3 separate regions of the Sus scrofa genome follow, and regions 1 and 2 are each linked to region 3. Evidence: chromatin contacts called from public Hi-C and HiChIP or PLAC-seq data. All regions are on one chromosome and are shown on one strand. The core of a region is the stretch at or near the end of the contact, and the rest is flanking DNA. Distances in the headings are between cores, read along the strand shown.

Region 1 (2,700 bases), core at 133-2,632, 140 kb before region 3:
TTCTTCTTTCCCTGAAGATGGGGCGATGACTCTGGGGTGGAGAGTCTTAAGGTTAGAACATCGCAGTGCCTGATTCTGAGATCGCAGGAACATAAAAAAGGACGAAGGAGGAGCTGGAGCCAGACGTCTGTGGCTGGCTCCCCGCTCCTTGGAGATGGAAGACCTGGCAGGACCCCAAATAACATCTCTGCTGTCCCCAGCCCTCCACTCTGCCCAGGCCCTGGAAGACCAGAGGGCAGGTGCTGGCGGTCACTCCGAGCACTGGGGAGGCTACACGGAAGAAGCACGGTTCCCTGAGGCCAGTGGCTCTGACCTCAGACTTTGCCAGAGTGTGCGGAAGCAGGAGTGCCCTAGGGGAAGCGTTGAACATATTCTGGATCTCTCGGGAGACACTGCAACTTCCTGGCATGCTGGCAGTCCCAGGTGTGGGAGCTGCGGCCGTGACGGTGGCCATGGAGTCTTTTCCTCCATTTATTCCTTCTCTCCTTCCTTCGTCCATGTCAACATGTTGCAACCTTTGGAACCACCGCAGAATCAGGGATTTGCCCCCATTTAGAAACTGTTATGGGGAAGGTTTCCTGGCCATCATCTAAGAATTGTTTGCAGTGGTTATGTGGGTAACTCTGTATTTGCCAGGCTGTTTTCACCTCTGGAGGGAGATGCCGTCTTTAGGCCAGCAGCTTTTTGGAATGCCAGGGGACAAGAGAACCAGATAGCGAGGCACGGAACGAAGGCAGCCACCAGGGGAAACTGGCTCTTTTTCATGGGCCCCAGTTAGCCCCACCGTAAGGAGGGCAGCAGCGTAAGGTCACAGCACTACTGCTTGGAAGTGGAAGGTATTGCGATCGGGACGAATGAGAAGCTGTGTTTTCCCATTTCCTGTATCTCCTTAGTAAATGACCTTTGAGTCATCCTCCCTGGACCGTCGGCTTTCTCCCCCCAGCAAAATAACTATTAGATCAGGAGTTCCCGTTGTGGCTCAGCAGGTTAAGAACCAACCGAACACAGAGTCCGTGAGGATGGGGTCTGATCCCTGGCCTCGCTCAGGGGGTTAAGGATCCGGTGTTGCTGCAAGCTGCAGTCATGGATGCGGCTCAGATCCAGTGTGGCTGTGGCGTAGGCTGGCAGCTGCAGCTCATACTCAACCCCTGGCCCAGGAATTTCCACATGCCACAGGTACAGCCCTAAAAAAGAAAAGTTAGACCAAATCTGACCACTTTAGCTGTTCCATTTCATTTTTTTCTCTTCTCTACCCGTAATCCAATCAATTTAACCCAATTTAACTGGGTACTGAGTTTACTGAGAACATGCTGTGTACTCAGTACTGTGCTAGGTCCCCGGGGATATAAGTAAATAACAAAACTTGACCTTAAGACACTTAGAGCCTCACACAAGGGTCAGCTGGTTACAGCCTATGGGCCAAACTCCACCCTCAGCCTATTTTTATATGGCCCTTGAGCTCAGAATGGTTTTTCTGTTTGTAAAGGGTTGTTAGGGGAAAAAAAGAAGAAGAAGAATATGTAACAAAAATGGTAACGCCTAAAATATTTACTCTCTGGCTGTTTACAAAAGAAGTTTGCCAACCCTTGGTCTAGTTGATGAGAAAAAGCTGAAGAACAATGAAATGCATTTTTTAAACAAATATTTTATGAACTTGCTTACTGTTTGCAAGGCACAAAGTGATATGTGACACAGAGAGAACTTCACTGTTATATATATATGAGAAAGAAATAGAAAGAGACGCCCTCCTGAGAGTTTCTGTCGGGCTCAGCAGTAACAAATCTGACTAGTATCCATGAGGACATGGGTTTGATCCCTGGCCTCACTCAGTGGGTTAAGGATCTGGCGTTGCCATGAGCTGTGGTGTAGGTCACAGAGGCAGCTTGGATCTGGAGTTGCTATGGCTGTGGTGTAGGTTTGTGGCTGCAGCTCCAATTCAACCCCTAGCCTGGGGACTTCCATATGCTGCAGGTAAGCCCTAAAAGGACAAATTAATTAATTCATTAATTAATTAAACAAATTTTTAAAAAAAGAAAGGGAGTCAGGGCAGATGCGATAGTGCCGCACAGACCATGTGTTATCATGATGAAGTAGGAATAGATGCTTGAAAAACGATGGTTTAAGCAAGATGGAATTGTATTTCTTTCTTGTGTATAAGTGAGCAGTCCACGGCTGAAATGACAGGGCCAAAGGTCATGTAGGACCCAGATTCCTTCAAGCTTTATACGCCATCATTCCTTGGGTGTGGCTTTCTGGCTTATTGTCCCAGAAAGCTGTTGGATTTCCAGCCTTCACATCCATAATCCAAGTGGCAGAATTGAAACAAGATAGAAGGCAGGTACAAACCTCCTCACTTACTGAGACTTTCAGGAAGTCTCATGCACCATTTTGAATTACATGTGCTGGTTCTAGAACTTAGTTCATAGTTCATAGGGCCTCAGCATGTGAGCCAGGGCAGACTGGGGAAAGTGGTGCTTTAGCTGGGGCAGCAAATGCCCAGCTAAAAATCAGACTTCTTTTGAGTGAGAAAGAGAATGGATGTTAGTGAGTATCTACTACTCTCTTTTTATTATTTATTTATTCTTTTATTATTATTGTTATTATTTTTGTTTTTTTGCCTTTTCTAGGGCCGCACCAGCGGCATATGGAGGTTCCCAGGCTAGGGTCGAATCAGAGCGGTAGCCACAGGCCTACGCCAGA
Region 2 (2,700 bases), core at 16-2,515, 240 kb before region 3:
ACCGCATTCTCAGGGCGAGAACTCAGCCCTTTTTCTTTCTCCGCAGTGGCTGTCACTTGTACAGCTCGCTGAGTTGGGGGAGGGCAGGGAGCCCAGTTCAAGTCCTGTGACCGGATCCCTCCCAGTACAAGTCCATACACCAAGAGGCCCCAAACAAAGCTGAGGCCTGTCTCCTCTCTACAAGGTATAAATGCAGGGAAATGACAGCAGAGCTGTGGTTCAGCTCTGGTTTGTTATCTGGATCCGCGGGAAGCAACTTTCCTGTATTGCTTACGAAACCCACTCCCCGGGGGAACTGTGGAGCCGGTGAATGCCGAGTGGGTAGAGTACTTTCTTTGCTTCCTGATAGTCTCAAGTGTCCTTGCAATAAATGCCCTGTCCCTGTAAGTCGTCCGTGAGGGCCCTATGTCACCCAGAGAAAGCCCACTGGCTGCCAACCAGACAGGGGGCCAGTCCACAAAAGCTCATTTCTCCATAATCTAGGTTCTTGAGTATGAATTGCATTTCTGTATCATTTGTCACTTCTTCCAGTAAAGATAGGAATTGAGAAACTTCTAGACCCCTTGCGCTGTTCTAGAGACAAGCATGGTAAGAGTACTGTTGTTGTGTTTTTATTGTCTTTTTTGAACGTAGGCTGACTCTAACATAAGTGTTTATGATGCCTGTCTGTCACCGGCCCTGTCCCCTGGCCTGGTGGATTAGGGTCGACCTGGCAGGCACTGGGTACCTAGTACTCAGCCCTTCCTTGGTACTTCCTTGGCATCGTGCCTTGGTGTCCTCTAGTCAGGGCAGTGACTTCCATCTTCCTGTCTTGTCATCACCCTTGCTGGCTTAGGAACAGTATTTTCACTTTGCATGCATATTGCACTCAATATTTTATTTTATTTTTTCCTCTTTGTTTCGTTTTTCTCTTTTTCCTTTTTGTACTCACTACTTTAGAAGTGCATCCTCTGCTCTTAGCTTTGTAGGCTAGTGAGACAGGTATGGCTATCCCCATTTTTCGGAGTTAAAATCAGGACTCAGATACCTTAAAGGACCCTTTCCCGGCAGGTCTGGAGCTAGAACGCAGTCCTCTGGGGCCCAGGCTCCTCATGCTCTTCCCTCGAGGGCCTCGGGGACTGCCTGTGCTGCCCCTGCTTCCTTTAGCTCTGCCTAGCCCTCGCTCTTGAACTTCTTTGGATTTTTGCTTCAGCCCTAAACACCCCTAGTAGAGAACTAAGCTTCCGTCTCTGGCTGCTCTAGTCAGTGTGCTTGGCACTTGGGCCCTGGCCTATGTCTTCCTTCACCAAATTGGCACCCTAGGACAGGCTCCTGCCATAACGTACTTATTAGTGAACTGGTACCTTTGCACATTTTATAAAGCGAATTAATGCCTTCAGGTGTTCATCTTGATGGTTAATAATCATATTTTGTTTTATGTAGTGTCTTTTCGTCAAAAGCATATATTATCTTCCATTATGTAGGGGAGGTGAACTAGTTAAATCATGTGTCCAAAATCTTAGCAGTAACAGCAAAAGAAGAAGGGAGAAAGGAACGCGTTTCTTTGAGGAGCTCGTGTGAACCAGACACTGACCTGGGAGCTTTAAATATATGATCTCATTTCGTCCTGGCAAGAGCCCCGTGATGTTTTCTGTTTTATAGGTGAAGGGACTGCTGGCCAGACAAGCTAAGTAACTTACACCGCAAGGAAAAAGTAGAGGGAAATTAACATCCAGCCTTCTCCGACTCAGGCTCGTGTTCCACCTACTAGCCCACAGAATAGCTTCCTCCTGGGCAAAGGGTGCCATTTGCAGGGCTTATAGGACAAACCAAAGAGTGTCTTGGACACAGGGTGACACAGTGGGAAAGGAGGGAAGCTGGCGGACAGCGATTTCTTTTTCCTGACAATCCCCAGAAAGGAGCTCCTTTCTCTTTGGTCCAAAGACCATGGATCTTTCGGCAAATGCCCTGATGCAAGTTTGAGCCTGTACCTTAGCTGAACCAGGGTAAATTAGCCAAGAGCAATGGGTAAGCGCCTGAGTGGCTGTCAGAGAAGGGCCTGTTCAAAGCCACCACCCGTGCCAAGCAGTTAGAAAGCGGCTTGGAAGGAGCGGTGCTTCTCGCTTGGAAAGGCAGGGAGACCTGGGGAAAGAGGACCGGGCTCGGAAGGCAGGAGGACTGGGTCGTAGCCCTGGTGGCTACTTCTAAGTGGAGCCGTGTGGCTTTTGGTTAGTAAGTCATCTTGCCTGGCTGGCTTCCAGTTCTCTTACCTGTAAAACATGGGAACTGAACTAACTGGAGCTTATCATCTTAAACTTTTCTTTATCATATTGGAGGGAAAAGAATCTTTAGCAAACAGGACTGTGGCGATGAGGAAAAACCTCTCACTACTCACTGCCCTTGCCCATTACAGTTTTGGGTGGGAGCCTCCTGCGAATAGCGCCCAGGGTTCTGACTCTTTTAAAGAAAATAGGGGGCCTTGGAAGGTAGCTGGAGTGGGTGAAATAGTTATTGATTAATGAATGACAGGTGGATAGTGTTTAGGGTCTTTAAAGATGCCTGCGACATGGGGTTTTGCTATGTAGGTTTTAAAGAAAACGCATGCCGAGGTTTTGAAATGGTATTTGCAGCTCTTCTCGTTGCTCAGTGACTTGCGATGCCTTGTTTATGCCACTTGATCCAGGCCGATTGGCTGCTCTTGAGGAGCGGAATAACTAAGAA
Region 3 (2,702 bases), core at 31-2,530:
CCGCGTGGCCGCTCTCGGGGGCCCCGCCCCGCGCCCCTTCCCAGGGCGGTGGAGAAGTAGGGAGGCCGTGGCGCGCTCTGGAGCCGGCGAGGGAATCCCTCTCCCTCCACGTCACCCGAAAGCGAGGGAACCCGCACGCGCGTCCTCTAACGCAAATGACCATCTTTGGCAACAGGCGCCGGTGGAACAGACCAAGGGCGCAGGGCCCAGGGGGGTGGGCGGGGGTGGGGAAGGGCCGGGCTGCCTCGGGTCCCCCAAACCGCGCTCACAGCGCTCCCACCCCCTCCACCTCCTTCCTTCCTCGCGCAGGGTGTGCGGCTGGCGTCAGCGCGGCCGGGAGCCCGGGCAGGGAGGGGAGTGCTGCGCCCGCCTCCTCCCGCGCCTCTTCCTCCTCTTCCCCCTCCTCCTCCTCGGCCCTCTCCCTCCGCCTCCCCTAGCGCTCCTCCCGCAAGGTGGAGTCTTGGGTTGACGTGAGGTACAGGGGCTGGAGAATAAAGAGTGGAGTTGAACTCGTGCCATTGTAGTGACTCATCTCGGGCAGAGCGCTGGGGCTCCGAGCGAACCAGCGAGCAAGCAAGCGGCGCTCGGCGGGGACAGAGAGAGGGAGAGAGAGAGGCGCGGACGGGCGAGGCGGGCCCGTCCGGGAGCGGGCGCCGGGGAAGGGGTGCAGGTCCGGGCGCCGGAGCCGCCGCAAGGGGAGCGGGCCCGCGTCCCTCTCCGCGTCAGCTCAGCTGGAACCCCACGGGCCGCGGGGCGGGCTGCCTTCACCTAATCAAGTGTCCCTGCCGCTCGAAACTCCGGCGGCGAGTCGGCCACAGGAAGTTTATTCTCAGCTCCTTTTCTAAAAGGAGGAAATAGAAGTTTCTCCAAGCGGGCAGCCTTTCTTTTCGCCTTTTTTTTTTTTTCTTCCTTTTTTGCCCTGTCTGAAATTGGGGGCCCCCAGACCTGGCAGGCTTGACTCGCCGGGCTCCTATTCTTTTTTTAATTTCCAATTTTTGATTGAGCCGGCGGTCCCGGCTGGGCTCTGATTGCGCGCGGGGGCAGGAGGGCGCGCGCAGGGGAGGGACCGAGGGACGCGCGGACTTTTTAGAGGGAGGGACCGGGTGGACAACTGGTCCCGCGGCGCTCGTAGAGCAGGAAAGAAGTGCAGCGCTCGGCGCTCGGGGGGCACTGTTCTCGGAGTGCCGCCGCCGAGGGGGAGAAGCCCGGGAGCGACGCTTAGAGCCCCAGGCGCGGCCGGCAGGGAGCCAGCGCGCAGCTGCCGGTGCGCGGCCGCGGCGAGGGCGGGGGAAGAAAAACACCCTGTTTCCTCTCGGGCCCCCACCGCGGATCATGTACCAGGATTATCCCGGGAACTTTGACACCTCGTCCCGGGGCAGCAGCGGCTCTCCTGCGCACGCCGAGTCCTACTCCAGCGGCGGCGGCGGCCAGCAGGTAGGTGCGGGCCCCGGGTGCACCTGGCGCCGCGGGTGGACCCCCCGCCTTCCTCTCGCCAGGACTGCCTTTTTTCCCCCCCTTTCTTTTCCCTTTCTTGATTTGGCGAGAAAATTCTTGCGGCCTCCATTGTAAGTTCTAGATTTTCATCTTGTCCTCCTGACACCTCCTTTAACCTTCCCCCATCCCCCGCCAACACTTTTTTTTTTTTTTTTTTTTTTTAAACTAGAGCGGCGAGTGGGCTGGAGAGCCAACAAACCCTCGCCTTCACACTACATCCTATACAGACAAGCTCCTGGAATTGCAGGGCCTTTTCCCCAGGACCCTGTACCTCTCTCGCAGGAACCCCGTGGTTAGACCCCCCTCCAAAAAAAATCTTTGCACCCACGGGCACCTCCCGACATCCAGGGACCTTATTCCTGCGAAAAAGCCCTCTCTCCTTCGGTCTTCGTTCATTTCTGAAAGAACTTGGGGACTGGGAAAAATGGGCTCCTTCAAGTAATCCGGAGCGAGGGCGAGGGTTGTCGCTCTGGGAATCAGGTGCGAAGGTCAGGAAGGAGGAGGTCAGCCTTGATTGGCTCAGGCTGCGCCTTTCTCCCCCGCGCCCATCCATCTCCTGTTAGGGTCACAGAAGGAGCCTGCACAGCCGACCAGAAGGGGCGCCTTGGGGGTCTGGGAATATCTGGGGCCAGGACGCCTGCAGAGAGGGGACGGTGGGGGGGCGGTGGGGGCGGTGGATGAGACCTCGCTTAGGCTCCTGGGTGGTTCTGGAAGCCGGAAAACAACTTGTTTCTAAAGCAGGCGGACTGGTTTGCACCAGAGGGATTTTGCCTGAGATCTGTGTGTCTATAAATACCGGAATAAATACCAGAAAGGTGCTGCTGGGTTGGTGGTGTTCGTGGGGTGCCTGCCCTCTGCAGCCACCACTCCCCCCCACCCCCCGACCCCCACTCTTGGGAGGGAGCTGGCTTAACCAACAAGGTTGCTGGAACCTGAAGCCCGCCTCGGTCAGGATCTGCAGAGTCTCTAGGCAAGTTGGCTGTCTCGAGTTGCGCTGGTAAGATGATGATGGCTTTGGCTTCTATAAGCCAGCCAACCAGGAGGGCCTGGGGTGGACTTCTGGGGAGGAGGGACCCTGAGGGAGAATAAAATGGAAAGGGGGCTCTCTTTGGTATCTGAAGAGGGGTCTCTTATTCCAAAGTGGTTCCCCATACCTGGTGAGTCCTTAAAATGGCTTTTCTGTGTCTTCTTTTTACCTGCCCCGGTGT

The links. A called contact is a pair of places that touch in the nucleus more often than the background predicts. HiChIP or PLAC-seq counts read pairs in DNA pulled down with a chosen protein or histone mark.
Region 1: a Hi-C map of retroperitoneal adipose tissue shows a contact between it and region 3, with 1.7 times the contacts expected there. The contact joins the enhancer-like site here to the promoter of FOSL2 in region 3. A contact is called at or near these places in 3 of 5 promoter capture datasets (fetal skeletal muscle, liver and skeletal muscle), 1 of 47 Hi-C or Micro-C datasets (retroperitoneal adipose tissue) and 1 of 2 datasets of contacts at active chromatin or transcription factors (skeletal muscle).
Region 2: a contact with region 3 is called in an H3K27ac HiChIP or PLAC-seq map of skeletal muscle. The contact joins the enhancer-like site here to the promoter of FOSL2 in region 3. A contact is called at or near these places in 3 of 5 promoter capture datasets (fetal liver, fetal skeletal muscle and liver), 3 of 47 Hi-C or Micro-C datasets (embryonic fibroblasts, heart right ventricle and omental adipose tissue) and 2 of 2 datasets of contacts at active chromatin or transcription factors (alveolar macrophages and skeletal muscle).

The regions. Positions count from the first base shown.
Region 1 is chr3:110,985,538-110,988,237 of Sscrofa11.1, reverse strand. All of the region lies in intron 10 of BABAM2 (BRCA1-A complex subunit BRE), which reads left to right. Among named protein-coding and RNA genes, the nearest start is that of FOSL2, 140 kb to the right of the region's middle. Within about 2 kb of position 1,382, at least 8 of the 83 cell types and tissues checked have an H3K27ac peak or open chromatin away from gene starts, as enhancers often do. A contact at or near this core is called in retroperitoneal adipose tissue and skeletal muscle, where this site is marked.
Region 2 is chr3:111,081,941-111,084,640 of Sscrofa11.1, reverse strand. The region is part of intron 7 of BABAM2 (BRCA1-A complex subunit BRE); the gene reads left to right. Among named protein-coding and RNA genes, the nearest start is that of FOSL2, 240 kb to the right of the region's middle. Within about 2 kb of position 1,265, at least 3 of the 83 cell types and tissues checked have an H3K27ac peak or open chromatin away from gene starts, as enhancers often do. A contact at or near this core is called in skeletal muscle, where this site is marked.
Region 3 is chr3:110,841,481-110,844,182 of Sscrofa11.1, reverse strand. It overlaps FOSL2 (FOS like 2, AP-1 transcription factor subunit), which reads left to right and starts at 1,280. Exons shown (of 4, transcript NM_001315740.1): 1 at 1,280-1,434. The coding sequence starts at 1,333.